Regions from separate parts of the Sus scrofa genome. Here region 1 is linked to region 2. The links are chromatin contacts, called in public Hi-C maps. All regions are on one chromosome and are shown on one strand. Each heading gives the region's core, a stretch centred on a gene start, on an enhancer-like site or on the middle of the called end of the contact. The rest is flanking DNA. Distances are from core to core; before and after follow the strand shown. Region 1 overlaps TRIM2 (tripartite motif-containing protein 2). Region 2 holds the start of MND1 (meiotic nuclear division protein 1 homolog).

Region 1 (6,201 bases), core at 1,178-3,677, 120 kb after region 2:
AGAAAGGGGCTTCTACCACAGCCTAGACCTGGCTTCCCAGGTGATGAAATCCGTGACCAGGTGGGAGAAGGATGTTTGCTGAGGTCTAAAGGTACTGCTGAGGCTTGAAAATTCCTTCAAGGCTTATGCTCTGCCTTTTACACTATTGTACTTTTCAGATCATGAAGCCAGGGCTTGAAATTTAATATTTGTTCAATAAATCCTGTTGGCTGGCAGACTGGGCTTGAAAAAAAAAAAAAACAGCTTTCCTTTCTTCTACCCAATTGGATAGAACCATCTAAGACAAAACTGGGTCTAATCCTTCACGTCTCAGCTTACGGCACATCTCTCTTCTCAAGGGACCCCTGTTTACTTCCTGGTCCTCAAAAATCAGCATCCCTGGGAATTTCCACTGTGGCTCAGTGGGTTAAGAACCTGACTAGTATCCATGAGGCGGCAGGTTCAATCCCTGGCCTCGCTGAACGGGTTAAGGATCCAGCAATGCCCTGAGCTGTGGTGTAGGTAAAAGATGTGGCTCAGATCTGGTGCTGCTGTGGCTGTGGTATAGGCCAGCAGCTGCAACCCTGATTCCCTAGCCTGGGAACCTCCGTATGCCACAGGTGTGGCCTAAAAAACAAAATAATAATAAAAAAAATCAGCATCCCTGAAGGCCTGTGGTGACAGCTCTAAAACCCTAGTCCTGATCCTAATGAGAGATACAGCAAGACTTTGCACCTCTCTTGATATTTTGGTTTAAATCATTGATTCTATTAAAAAGACATCCCTCCAAGAGCAGACATTCTGAAACCTGAAAAATATATCCAATAAGGAGAGGGTGATTTAAAGGGCTAATCAACTCCCAGAACTCCAATCGCCTCCAGCATATCTGTACAAATTGCTCTGGTTCCAGAAGTGTGTGTGTGGGTTCATTTGACTACAGTTAAGGCGGAAATGAATCAGCACCCCAGCTTCTATTTGAGACCTTCTACACCATCATAAATTAATAAAGATGCTGACAGATACAGTGTTTGACTCAAGGACACACCCAAATCTTCCTGGCCAGCCCTTCTGCCTAAATAAATTTCATCTAGCCATCCAGTATGTTATGAAAAAGAAGAATATACTATAAATTTGAGGAAGAGGATATTTGGGTCAAGGCTTAAGAAAAGAATCAAAGGCAGGATATGCAAAAATAATAGTTTTACATAGGAAGGAATCAGAATGTAAGACAAAATATTTGCCAACAACAGCTCACTTTCTGAGGTTGCATTTCCACTAAAATCTTTAGTATTTTTTCTTTTTTACCTGTGTCATATGGAAGTTCCCAGGCTAGAGGTCAAACCAGAGCTGCAGCTGAGGACAAGCCACAGCCACAGCAACATCGGATCCAAGTCGCATCTGTGACCTACACAGCATCTTGCGGCAGTGCTGGATTCTTAACCCACTGAGCGAGGCCAGGGATCAAATCCACATTCCCACGGACACTATGTTGGGTTCTTCACCCGCTAAACCACATTGGGAACTCTTCCGCTACTTTTAAAAATACATAAAACCTGGAGTTCCCATCGTGGCTCTGTGGTTAACGAACCCGACTAGCATCCGTGAGGACGAGGGTTCGATTCCTGGCCTCGCTCAGTGGGTTAAGGATCCAGTGTTGCCTTGAGCTGTGGTGTAGGCCGGCAGCTGTAGCTCTGACTCAACCCCTAGCCTGGGAACCTCCATATGCTGCAAGTGCAGCCCTAAAAAGACAACAAAACAAAACAAAACAAACAAAAACCCAGAAAAGCTGAATAGCTAGTAAATAGTCAGTTCTGCATCACTAGATTTACTCCCCTTCATTTCTCCTCTAGCTGCTTATCTCAAAGCTTGATTTACCCATTTCTCCTAACTCTAAGCACAGACACTGAGCATGTCAAAGAAATAAACTAAACTCACAGATAACTTGCAGGGACTTTTTCAGACCTGCTAACTGGCAGGTCAGCCTTAAGGTCTGATATATAAGGGTGTAAGAAATAATGCCGGTGTACCCACTGTGGCCCATCGGGTTAAGAATCCCACATAGTGTCCGTGAGGATTCGGGTTCAATCCCTGGCCTCACTCGGTGGATTAAGGATCTGCCATTGCTGTGGCTGTGGTGTAGGCCTGAGGCTGCAGCTCTAATTTGACCCCTAGCCCAGGAACTTCCATATGCCACAAGAGAAGGCATTAAAACCAAAACCAAAACCAAAACCAAATAACAACAACAAAATAATGCGGGTGACAGAGTATGACAGTCCCTCAGCCTTGACTCAAGGTTTTTAAGATGAAAGTCTCAGAGAGGCCTCACAAACAGATATCCTGAAAAGTATTTTCTCATGCAACCCTAAAGGTCAACCATTATCTGCATCATTAGCAGCAGCATTGGAAGCATCTTGCCAGCACCAGCCAGCATGAACTTTTAGAACCTAAATCAAGCTGAGATTGTCTTTGGGGAATTTATAGTCCAAGATAGCTTTGCTATAAACCAAGCAATGTCATTTTTCATGGAGTAATGAGAGAAGAAGAAAGTTCTGATGATGTTATCTTTCCAGACTTTAGGATTTCAGGCTGACACTCTGAAAGGTTCCTTGAGCACTGCTGTATTACCAGATTGGGTGTTCTCTGCCTAACAGGCCAAATTCTCAACAAGCAGTAGCTGGAGAGGTGGTGAGTTACAGCCACGCAGAAAAGGTCAAATAAACAAGTCACTCCTGAGCCCCAAGGTAAATATCTAGCTTCTTTCTAGAGTAAGCAGTGGACAGAAATTCCAAGGACAGAATTCAACCCAAGGGCAGACCAAAGAACAGATCAGTGTGTCCGCAGTTAATGCTCAGGGAGACTCCCTAACCCATTTACATTAGATTAGAAGTTCTTTCCATGTGTGTTTCCATATGAAGCAAAAATAACAAGCTGACCAGACAATCAGGAAACCATGCATGTCAACAGGAAAATGATGCAAGAAAAATAATCCCAGATGTAGGCGCCATCTTTACTTTTGAAAGATACGAAGGCATTTCCAATGGAGGATTGAATAGATGAAAGAGTTTTCCAGGAAAATAAAGGTGGGATTTGGGAAAATGTTCTGAGAATACTGATAAAGGGACACTGTGATCTAAACAAGCTTGACACTGAAAAGTAATGATATCCTAGATTCTATGATGCAAAATAGAGTCATGGTATGTACCTCACAGGGGACAGTATAGAAAATGATAGAAAAAAAAGGGAGCGTCCTAGGAAAAGAATGTGTAAACATGCGGGTGAGAGAGCAGATCTGGTGCCATCCATCCTGTGTGCCAGCCCGAATATGACGGAATTATCTCACCAGAAAAACAGTTTATTAGTGTGGGTGGCCACCCCCAACTCAATCAAATCCCTGTTTACTCTAAAGGAGGAGACAGGTGGAGGTTTTGTTTGTTTTTTAAATTGATCTTTAATTGCTAGATGGACCTAGATTTGAAGAGGAAGGAAACAATGGAACCTGCGTCATAAAGAATTTAATCAAATACTTTGCATCTTTGGTTAAGGTTGAGGTAGCCAGAGGATTGTGAGTCATTCCTGCTCTTTTGTTTCTTTCAGCCACAAGGCAGGTACTAGGGCTGCCAGGGGTGAAATCACGTGGCAGTCTGAGACTAGAGGTCAGGACAGCGGAGCTAGAAACAAGCAAGGTAACTTTGCCACCTCTCTAGTCATGGAACCCGGAAATACAAGGAGCCCCGCAAGAAGTCCGTAACTGCGTTCTACAATGATTGATGGGAAAGTTAACTCTCCAGTTTAAGAACAAAATGGGCTAAAAACTGTTTCCGGGGGGGGGGAAGGGCATCGACATACCTACTCCCACAGGAACAACAACCCCTCCCACCCTGGGTTCGCTACCTCTTTGCATATCTGGAACTCCAGGTGCTTTAACAGTAACCACTTACCAAACAGCCGAATCTAACGCTGTCTTTGCTCATAAAGTAAGGTTGGTATATTCGAGCGGGAGGGAAGGGGTGAAGAATGAACCCGAGGCTTGTGGGGATTGAATTACTGGTGGGAACCAGTTTAGGGTTCAAAGAATGCTTGGGATCTGACAGGCATTTCATGCGACAAACCCTCCTGCCCACTCCTGGCCTCCTACCTAATTTGTGCACATGCAGTTTTCAATACGGGGCATGTATTTTCAGGATTTATTAATCAAAAAAACAAAACACACAAACCCTGAAAACCCTCAAACATCAACATCTCCCTCCTCTAAGAAGCCAGACGGTAGTATGAACTCGGGCAGAGGGTCAGCGTGAAGGCTAATTAGGAAGGCAATTGATTTCAGTAGTAGGGAAACGACCAAAATGTAAAGAGAGAAGGAAACCCATCTTCTGAACAAGGATTAAATCTACCGCTTTAAGGTTACAGAGCATCTTTTTCTTTCTTTCTTTTTTCCCTCAGTGCAAAATGACGTGAAAAGCTTTACTTCCGAAGCTCGGGGCACAGCTTTCGAGACTGGCGGAGGGTCCCCGCCCCCGGAGACCCAGGCAGGCGCGGGCCTGGCAGCAGGTCCCCGCCCCCCCCAACCCCCGGTCCCCCGCCAGGACCCGGAAGCGGAGTCTCCCGCGGCTCCGCACACCTAGGTCCACGCGGACCTTGCCCGGAGCAGAGACTCCAGATGGCCGGGTTGGGCCCGGGCCGCAGCCGAGAGAGGACCCACTTACTGCGCGACGGCGTCAGAAGAGGCGCGCACGGCCCGCGGGGACTGAAGCCGGGCTCTAGGCTGAAGCCGCCAAAGCGGACGAACCGAGGGCCAGCCGCCTCCCGGCTGGATCCCGAAGGGCCTCAACTCCGTGTCCTCGGTTCCAGAAGGCGATCGGATCGGTCACTTCCATCCCGTGCTCAGGCCCGGGGCGGACACATCTGTTTTCCATCCGCCGCGGGGCCGCGGCAAATCCTGGATTACGCGCTGCGCGGCGCCCGCCCGCGTTCCCGGCCCTGGCGCGGCGGCTAATCCCCGCACAAAGGACGCGCTAACCGCACGCACCCGGGGCCCGGGGCCGGCGGATCTCCCTGCTCCCTACTTCGGGCTGGAGCGGCCGGTCCCCGGAGAAGGACCAATCGCAGCCCCAGGGGCAGAAAAAGGGGGGCGCGGTCCTCCCAACTCTTCTCCAACACGCATCAGTCCCCCCCCACCTCCGCCGCCGCCCCCACCCCTGTAAATACGCGGCAAAGTCTGTCCTTTCGGGGGAGTGACTTCAGTGGGACGAGGCTGGGAGCGCTGCAAAGGGCCAGCCTCGGGACAGAAGAGCTCATTAGTGAAAACAATCACAACTCTTGAAAGTGAGAGAGGAAAAAAAAAAAACCTCTGCGTTTACTTTAAGTAAATTCTGACAATGAGCCAACGAGGACACAATCAGCTATGAAATCACGGAGAAATTACTGCCTCTCAAGGTCTTATATTTTATTCGGTAAAATAGATTGGGGTAGGGTGTTCCCTCCCCCTTCCCTTTCCCTTCCTTCCTCCTGGAAACTTTTGAGTGCCTCCTTTGTGCCAGGCACTGGACTGAGAAAAGAAAGTTGGGAAAAAAGAACCTGAAGTCTCTACGCTTAAGTGCCTTAGTGGGAGGCGGGGGCGGGCGGGACAAAGAGGGTGGAAACCGACAATTTCAGTGTGTGATGAAATTGCTGTGATAGAATCTATGCCCAGAGGGTTAGTGGAACTCAGAGGCAGGTTCTGAATCATGCTGGATATCCAGGAAGGCTTCCTAGAGGAGGCTGCGTTGGAGTTTTGAAGACAAAGCAGGCATCATGTAGAATGAAGAGAGGCAGGAGGAAGAGCTGAACTTCTGCAGGGCTGCCCAAAGCAGGGAGAGGTGCAAAGGTGAGAAGAGGGGGCTGTCCAGGGTGGCAAGGACTCAGACCAGAGAGATCTTATCTGCTAAACTTGGCAATGTGACCTCTGCTTGGAAGCTATGAGGCCCCTCTGAAGAATTTTAAAGCAGATAGGTGGCTTGATTAGGTTTGGATTTCAGAATGATGGCCTGTGGAAGGGAGGGAGTGGAGGGCTGGGATGGGCAGGAAAGGCCCCAGAGATGAGAGGTGGAAGCTTTAGGATTAGAGGCCCACCTAACCGGGGGGCTGGGGGGGGGGGCAGAGTCTCACGCTGTCACTCAGGTTTCTGACACATGCAACCAGGGAGACGGAGGGTGCCTGTTCACCAAGACAGACAGATGGAGGAGC
Region 2 (6,235 bases), core at 2,429-4,928:
AAAGAAACAAAAACACTAATTTGAAAAGATATGTGCATCCCAACCTTCATACTAGTATTATTTACAATTGCCAATACATGGAAGTAACCTAAGTATCCAGTAGATGAATAAAGATGTACACACACACAATGGACTACTACTCAGTCAAAAAAAAGATGTTGCCATTTGTAGCAACACAGATGGACCTGGAGGGCATTATGCTAAGTTCAATAAGTCAGAGAATGACAAATACTGTTTGCTATCACTTATATATGGAATCTAAAAAACACAACAAACTAATGAATGAAACAAAGAAGACTCACAGATATGGAGAGCACACTAGCAGTCACCAGCGGGGAGAAGCACTATGGAGTAAGGGGGAAAAGGGTTATCATGGGATTCTATGAAATCATGGTGCATGAAACTTTTGAAAATTATAAAGCATTGTAGAGTTTAAAGAATCTTTCATTCAATAAAAACACAAAATAAAACAAGAGTTCTTCAGTACCTGAACTGCCTTTGCCTTCCCAAAGAAGAGTCAATATAAAGACCAGTTCTCAATTTTACCACCATGTCTCTAAAGCGCCAACCCCCCAGTCTGAGGCTATTTAGGCTCCCAAACCCCACAACACCCCTTGTACTCATATAAATAATTGCAGGGTGAATTGATCAAAAGAAATTCTGTGATAATCATTTACTGCCATGCTTGGAGAGGTAAACCAGTGAAATCTCAGGTAGGCAAGTTCCATGAAACCATAAACCATGAAGATCTGTTCACTACACATAGAGAGCTAGAGCTCAATACTGTGTTATCAGCCTCCCTTCATGCTGGCCTCTGCAGTATCTGAATAAAGCAAGAAATTCACACCCAGAGAGAAGGCCCATTCAACCTATTTCTCTAGTCCAGTTGTTCTCAAACTGCCTTACAGAGATTAGATCATTTCAGGAGCTTTTAACAACTTCTGATACCCAGGCACATCCTACATGAAATGAATCAAAATCTCTGAGACAGGGCCTTGGCCTCATATTTTTAATATTTCAGGTGCTTTGACTGTGCCCCAGGATTGAGAACACAGCTTTGCTCAGGCCAGAATCTAGAGGTTATGTTAGGGGCTCTGTGAGGCAGTGATAATCCCTTTAGGGCTTTAGTCTGTGGCTGCTTCAGTGGAAAATAGTTCCAAAAGTTCTAGAAAAGGCTCCTAATGTTTTGGTATTATAAACTGCTCCTGTTGTGGCTCAGCAGAAATGAACCTGACAAGTATCCACGAAGATGTGGGTTTGATCCCTGGCCCTGCTCAGTGGGTTAAAGATCTAGCGTTGCTGTAAGCTGCAGGGTAGGTCACAGACAAGGCTCGGATCCTGAGTTGCTGTGGCAAAGGCCGGCACCTACAGCTCCAATTTGACCTCTAGCCTGGGAATGTCCATATGCCACATCTGAGTCCATAAAATGCAAAAAACAAAAACAAAAAAACTGCTCCCTGAGAGCCCCTGGACTCTATAACAATCTACCGCACAGAGGCTGTTGAGATCTGGGAGAATCTAGGAGGCATCTAGGAGAACCTGATGCCCTGAGGGCACACAGCTTCAGGAAAGCCCTCAACAGTCAGCTTAGCAGCTGTGAAAGTTACTCAGGAAACATGGATGAGATCTATCAACTGACAACACTGATTTCAGGCTAATTTATTCATCAGTCTGTTTCTGACTACAAATAGGTTTTATTATTAACCACAGCAGGAGAGTATATGAGTGGAAACGAATCTGACTAGTATCCATGAGGACACGGGTTCAATTCCTGGCCTTGCTCAGCAGATTAAGGATCTGGCGTTGCTGTGAGCGGTGGTGTAGGTCACAGATGCAGCTCAGATTTGGAGTTGCTGTGGCTGTGGCGTAGGCCAGCAGCTACAGCTCCGATTTGACCCCTAGCCTGGGATCTTCCATATGCCACAAGTTCGACCCTGAAAAACAAAAACAAAAAAACAAAAACTTATGAAAAAGGATACCATACTAATCTAAATTTGGAAATTTCCCTTCCCCCAAATCAACAAGATCTCCTGTAATACTTAAGATTAAAGAAAATCCCCATAGTGTAAGTTAGAGATGTACTCAAATGAGTAAGTGAACTCGACTTGAGGCAATGAAAGAACCTTCTCCAATTAGGAGTTACAGCATTCCTCAAGTCAGTCCAATTGATCAACTGCAATAACATTGTGAAAAATTAAAAGTAGGTAATAACTGCTACCCTTGGAAGTGAGAGACCATATTGCATTTCTCCAATTCCAAAAATATGCCTGGACTCAATAACAACTGTTTATGCAGCAAGTGTAACCAAACTGAAACACGTATTAACAGAGAACAAAAATTATCTTTGATCAACAGAACACTAAACTTATTTCCTAATAATGCAGGAAAAATAGGAAGTGTGTATCTTATGAGAACTAGTTTGTTTCATGTTTCTCCATCACGAGGTAAACATCAGAAAAGTTAGTACATGAAACCATTTAGTAATTAGAAAGTGATTCAGGTGTAGAGACAGATTAAGTAAAAAGACAAAAACAGAAAAAGTTAATGCACGTGTACTGCAGAGCTCTCAGCAGTTAGTTCTATCAGGGCAGTAACTCTATAAAAAATATATCAGGGAGCACAGGTTCCTGATTGAAGTGGGGGCCTGTTTGGCTTCCTACACCAGTGTGTATGCCCAGGTGGCTGGGCTGTTAAGTTAAACCACAAAGAAGCCGTTATCAGTTATAACTACATCTGGACAAGTACCTACAAATAAACGCCATGCAAACTAGATCCCTGTCCACCATTAGCTTAATAAAATAACGGCCACTTAATTAAGATATTAAAAGCTCAGATTCATTTCATTAGAGGTTGACTCCACCAACAGAAGAGATGCGGGGGCGGGGGCGGGGCGAGCAAGGAAGGAATAGGATAAAACCTGGGAGGTTTATAAAAAATGATTTGATGAGCGGAAAGACATCAAATTCACAAAGGGAAAGACAATTTGGAATCTTCCCAGGACTTAACCTTCCATCCTTGCATGCAACAAAGACTCAGTGCTTCCCTAATAAAGCGACTAACTCCCAACCAACTAGCAGTCCCTTTGAAGCACAAAAGGACAGGGATTCCCGCCTTTCGGTAAAAACCAACGCATTTTCGCAGAAATATCTAAGTGGCACAGTGTGCAGATTCGTTAGGTCACCCTGGAGACTACGCGATTCTGAAATGTACTCTAGTGTTATAGCGTCTGCAACCACGCAACCGTCCGAGGTCAAGCGGGTCCCTGGGCAACTCTGCGCCCCCTCCTCCTGTGCTCGGTCGGGGGCGGGAGCCTAGGCGCTGTGCTCGGGCAGCGACTCGTGGTCTTGCTTATGCTGCTGGCTTTAGGAAATACTCGGGGCACGTTTTCCAACGCTCCGTATTGAACTAACCCGCCCGGGAGGGCGCTGGAGCACGAGGGCGGGGGTCCCAGCGCGGCGCCTCAGCCTCTCGGCTCGGGCCGCGGGGGTGGGAAAGCGAGGGACAGCCGAGGCGCCGACTTGGCGCGAAAGCCGGCACCGCTGCCCGCCCGGACGGCCGACGCAGGGCCGTCCGACGCGGCCAAGAGGCTCGGCGGCCCCGCCACGGGGGTAAAGGGTACCGGGGAGGGCGCCCCCAACTCTTACCATGGCGCGGACGGCACGTCTTCCGGGGGCGGGGCATGTGCGCCGCGAGGGGCGGGGCGGGCCCCGAGGTTTTGATTTTGGCGCCGACCCCGCCCCCGGGGCGGAGCTGCGGCGGGGAGGAGGTGAAGGAAGCCCAGAGAGCGCGCAGCGACCCCTGGCGGCCCCTCCAAGAGGCTGGCCGGGGCCTTCCTGGGGGCGGGGCCCGTTTGGCTCCGAAGGTCCGCGCGAAGGGGAATCGAGTTGCCGCGGAAAGAGGAAGATGCAGGCAAGCAGGGGAGATTCAGGCGAGTAAAGTCCCCTCTTCTCTCCCTCTTGGTGACTGTGACTTTTTTTTTTTTGGAGAGGAAAGCCCTCGCCTTTACGTCTTCGCTCAGCGGAAACGCGGCCTAAGTTTGCCTTTATTTAAAAACACGCAGTTTTGTTGCAGGGGAAGGAAATCCATCAGGATTTGCGTGGTTTGGAGCGGACTTTCTTCTAATTTCACGCCTTAACTTCTCGCTTTTTTTTCTACTGCTTTTCTAGCTTTTTAAAATCCCTTTGTTTGTATGTTTGACTTTTTTTTTTTTTTTATGAAGGAGACCGAATTTCAAATCAAAATGGTCGAAAATTTGCTACCGCATTACTTGACAAGAGATGACGATTCGGATCAAAAGCTCAGGACCCTCCTCCTCAAGATGCTAGAAAATTAACTCAGACTTTTCAATTATACTGAAAGTTATTGTACGATATAGATATATATTTTAAAGGACATTAAGTTTACTAGAAATAGAGTGGCATCTAAAACAAATTTATATCTGCTATTGTTTCTTACAGAAGTAAGGTAAGGGATATATTGAATTGCTTAGGGTTTCACTAATTTAATATTTCTTAGAGCTCGATATTCAGTTGTACAACATGAAATAATTTTAAAACTGTGAAAGTGTAGTCATTTGGCATTCTAATTCTAGTATTAGAAAATGTGTAATTAAGGCACCATACCCTAGATTTCTCACGTGTTGCTCAAGATACAGCCAAAGTAGGTATGTTAGTAAAAAATTGAAGGGATATTTAAGAAAAATATTAAGTAATTATGCACGTGCTATAGAGTTGTCAGAAATCATAAAGGTGGAGGTTCCTGTTGTGGCTTAGTAGGTTAAGAACCCAACATAGTGTCTGAGGAAGTGGGTTCAATCCCTGGCCTGGCGCAAAGGGTTAAGGATCCTTGTTGCCACAAGTTGTGGCATAGATCACAAATGCAGCTTGGATCTGGTGTTGCTGTGGTTGTGGCAAAGGCCTACAGCTGCAGCTCCAATTCAACCCCTAGCCTGGGAACTTCCGTATGCTGCAGGTGCAGCCACAAAAAGGAAAAAAAATAAAGGTGACATTTGTGGGAGGCCTCGCCTTTATCTGCTCCCAGGCTGCTTGTTCCATCAAGAATAGCCTTTCTTCCCCTGGGTGACTCCTACCCATCCTTTGAACAGCTCAGAGGTAGCACCTAGGAATCTTTTCCTCTCTGCCTCCTCACCCCACCCCACAAGCAGATAAGATCTCTGTACAGTTGCATCACAGCACCTCAGATCCATTTTGTAATTATTTACTTGAGCAGCTTCCTTATGATATCAACTTCTTTCTGTGGCAGCGACTAAGCACACCATTTATTTGGTATCACTAAGGCCTAGCATGCCTGACACATGATAAACATTCAGTAAATGTGGATTAAATAAATGTACCAGCTATCTAAAAACACCATCTTGTCATTGACTTAGGGATATCTAGACATGGTTTTCAAGTAAAAAAACGAAGGGTATTTTACTTTAAAAATATTTACATCGAGTAGTGCTTTCCTATTTACTATTTTCACCAATGGAATTCTGAAATTATCTGATAGACCGTTCAGATGTCTTCAGACACTCCAAGTTTTGCAATATTATGGGCAAGCAGATGTACTATGTAAAGTATGAAAGCAAATAAGTATTTGTAGCATCGTAATTCTGGATCATGTATCCACCGTCTAGCATTTGTTATGGTATCCAAATGGTCTTTATTGATTGATTGATTGAAGTATGGTTGATTTACAATGTTGTGTTTATTTGTGCTGTACAGCAAAGTGACGCAGTTATGCATACATATACATTCTTTTTTATTTTCTTTTCCATTATGGTTTGGTACAGGATATTGACTATAGTCCCCTGTGCTATACAGGGACCTTGTTGTTTATCTATATAATCGTTTGCATCTGATAATCCCAAACTCCCAATGCTTCTCTCCATTCCCCCCACAACAAGTCTGTGGTCTATGTCTGTGAGTCCATTTCAGTTTTGTAGATAGGTTCCTTTGTGTCATATTTTAGATTCCACATATAAGCAATAACATACATTGTTTGTCTTTCTCTAACATGCTCAACTTAGCATGATAATCTCCAGGTCCATCCAGGTAGCTGCAAATGGCATTTGTTTATTGAAAAAAATTCTTGTTTTGCAAAAACTTGAGGCACACATTAACTTCATTTTCAAAAAATTTAAATATCCGGGGAGTTCCCTTCATGGCTCAAGCGGTTAATGAACCCGACTAGGATGCATGAGGATGTGGGTTTGGTCCCTAGCCTCGATCAA

Evidence for each region. A called contact is a pair of places that touch in the nucleus more often than the background predicts.
Region 1: a Hi-C map of embryonic fibroblasts shows a contact between it and region 2, with 2.5 times the contacts expected there. The contact joins the enhancer-like site here to the promoter of MND1 in region 2. A contact is called at or near these places in 1 of 5 promoter capture datasets (fetal skeletal muscle) and 5 of 47 Hi-C or Micro-C datasets (alveolar macrophages, embryonic fibroblasts, fetal heart ventricle and 1 more).

Annotation. Positions count from the first base shown.
Region 1 is chr8:75,869,319-75,875,519 of Sscrofa11.1, forward strand. The region is part of intron 1 of TRIM2 (tripartite motif-containing protein 2); the gene reads right to left. Among named protein-coding and RNA genes, the nearest start is that of TRIM2, 67 kb to the right of the region's middle. Within about 2 kb of position 2,428, at least 21 of the 83 cell types and tissues checked have an H3K27ac peak or open chromatin away from gene starts, as enhancers often do.
Region 2 is chr8:75,752,092-75,758,326 of Sscrofa11.1, forward strand. It overlaps MND1 (meiotic nuclear division protein 1 homolog), which reads right to left and starts at 3,679. Exons shown (of 9, transcript XM_005653581.3): 1 at 3,645-3,679; 2 at 303-344. The coding sequence starts at 3,647.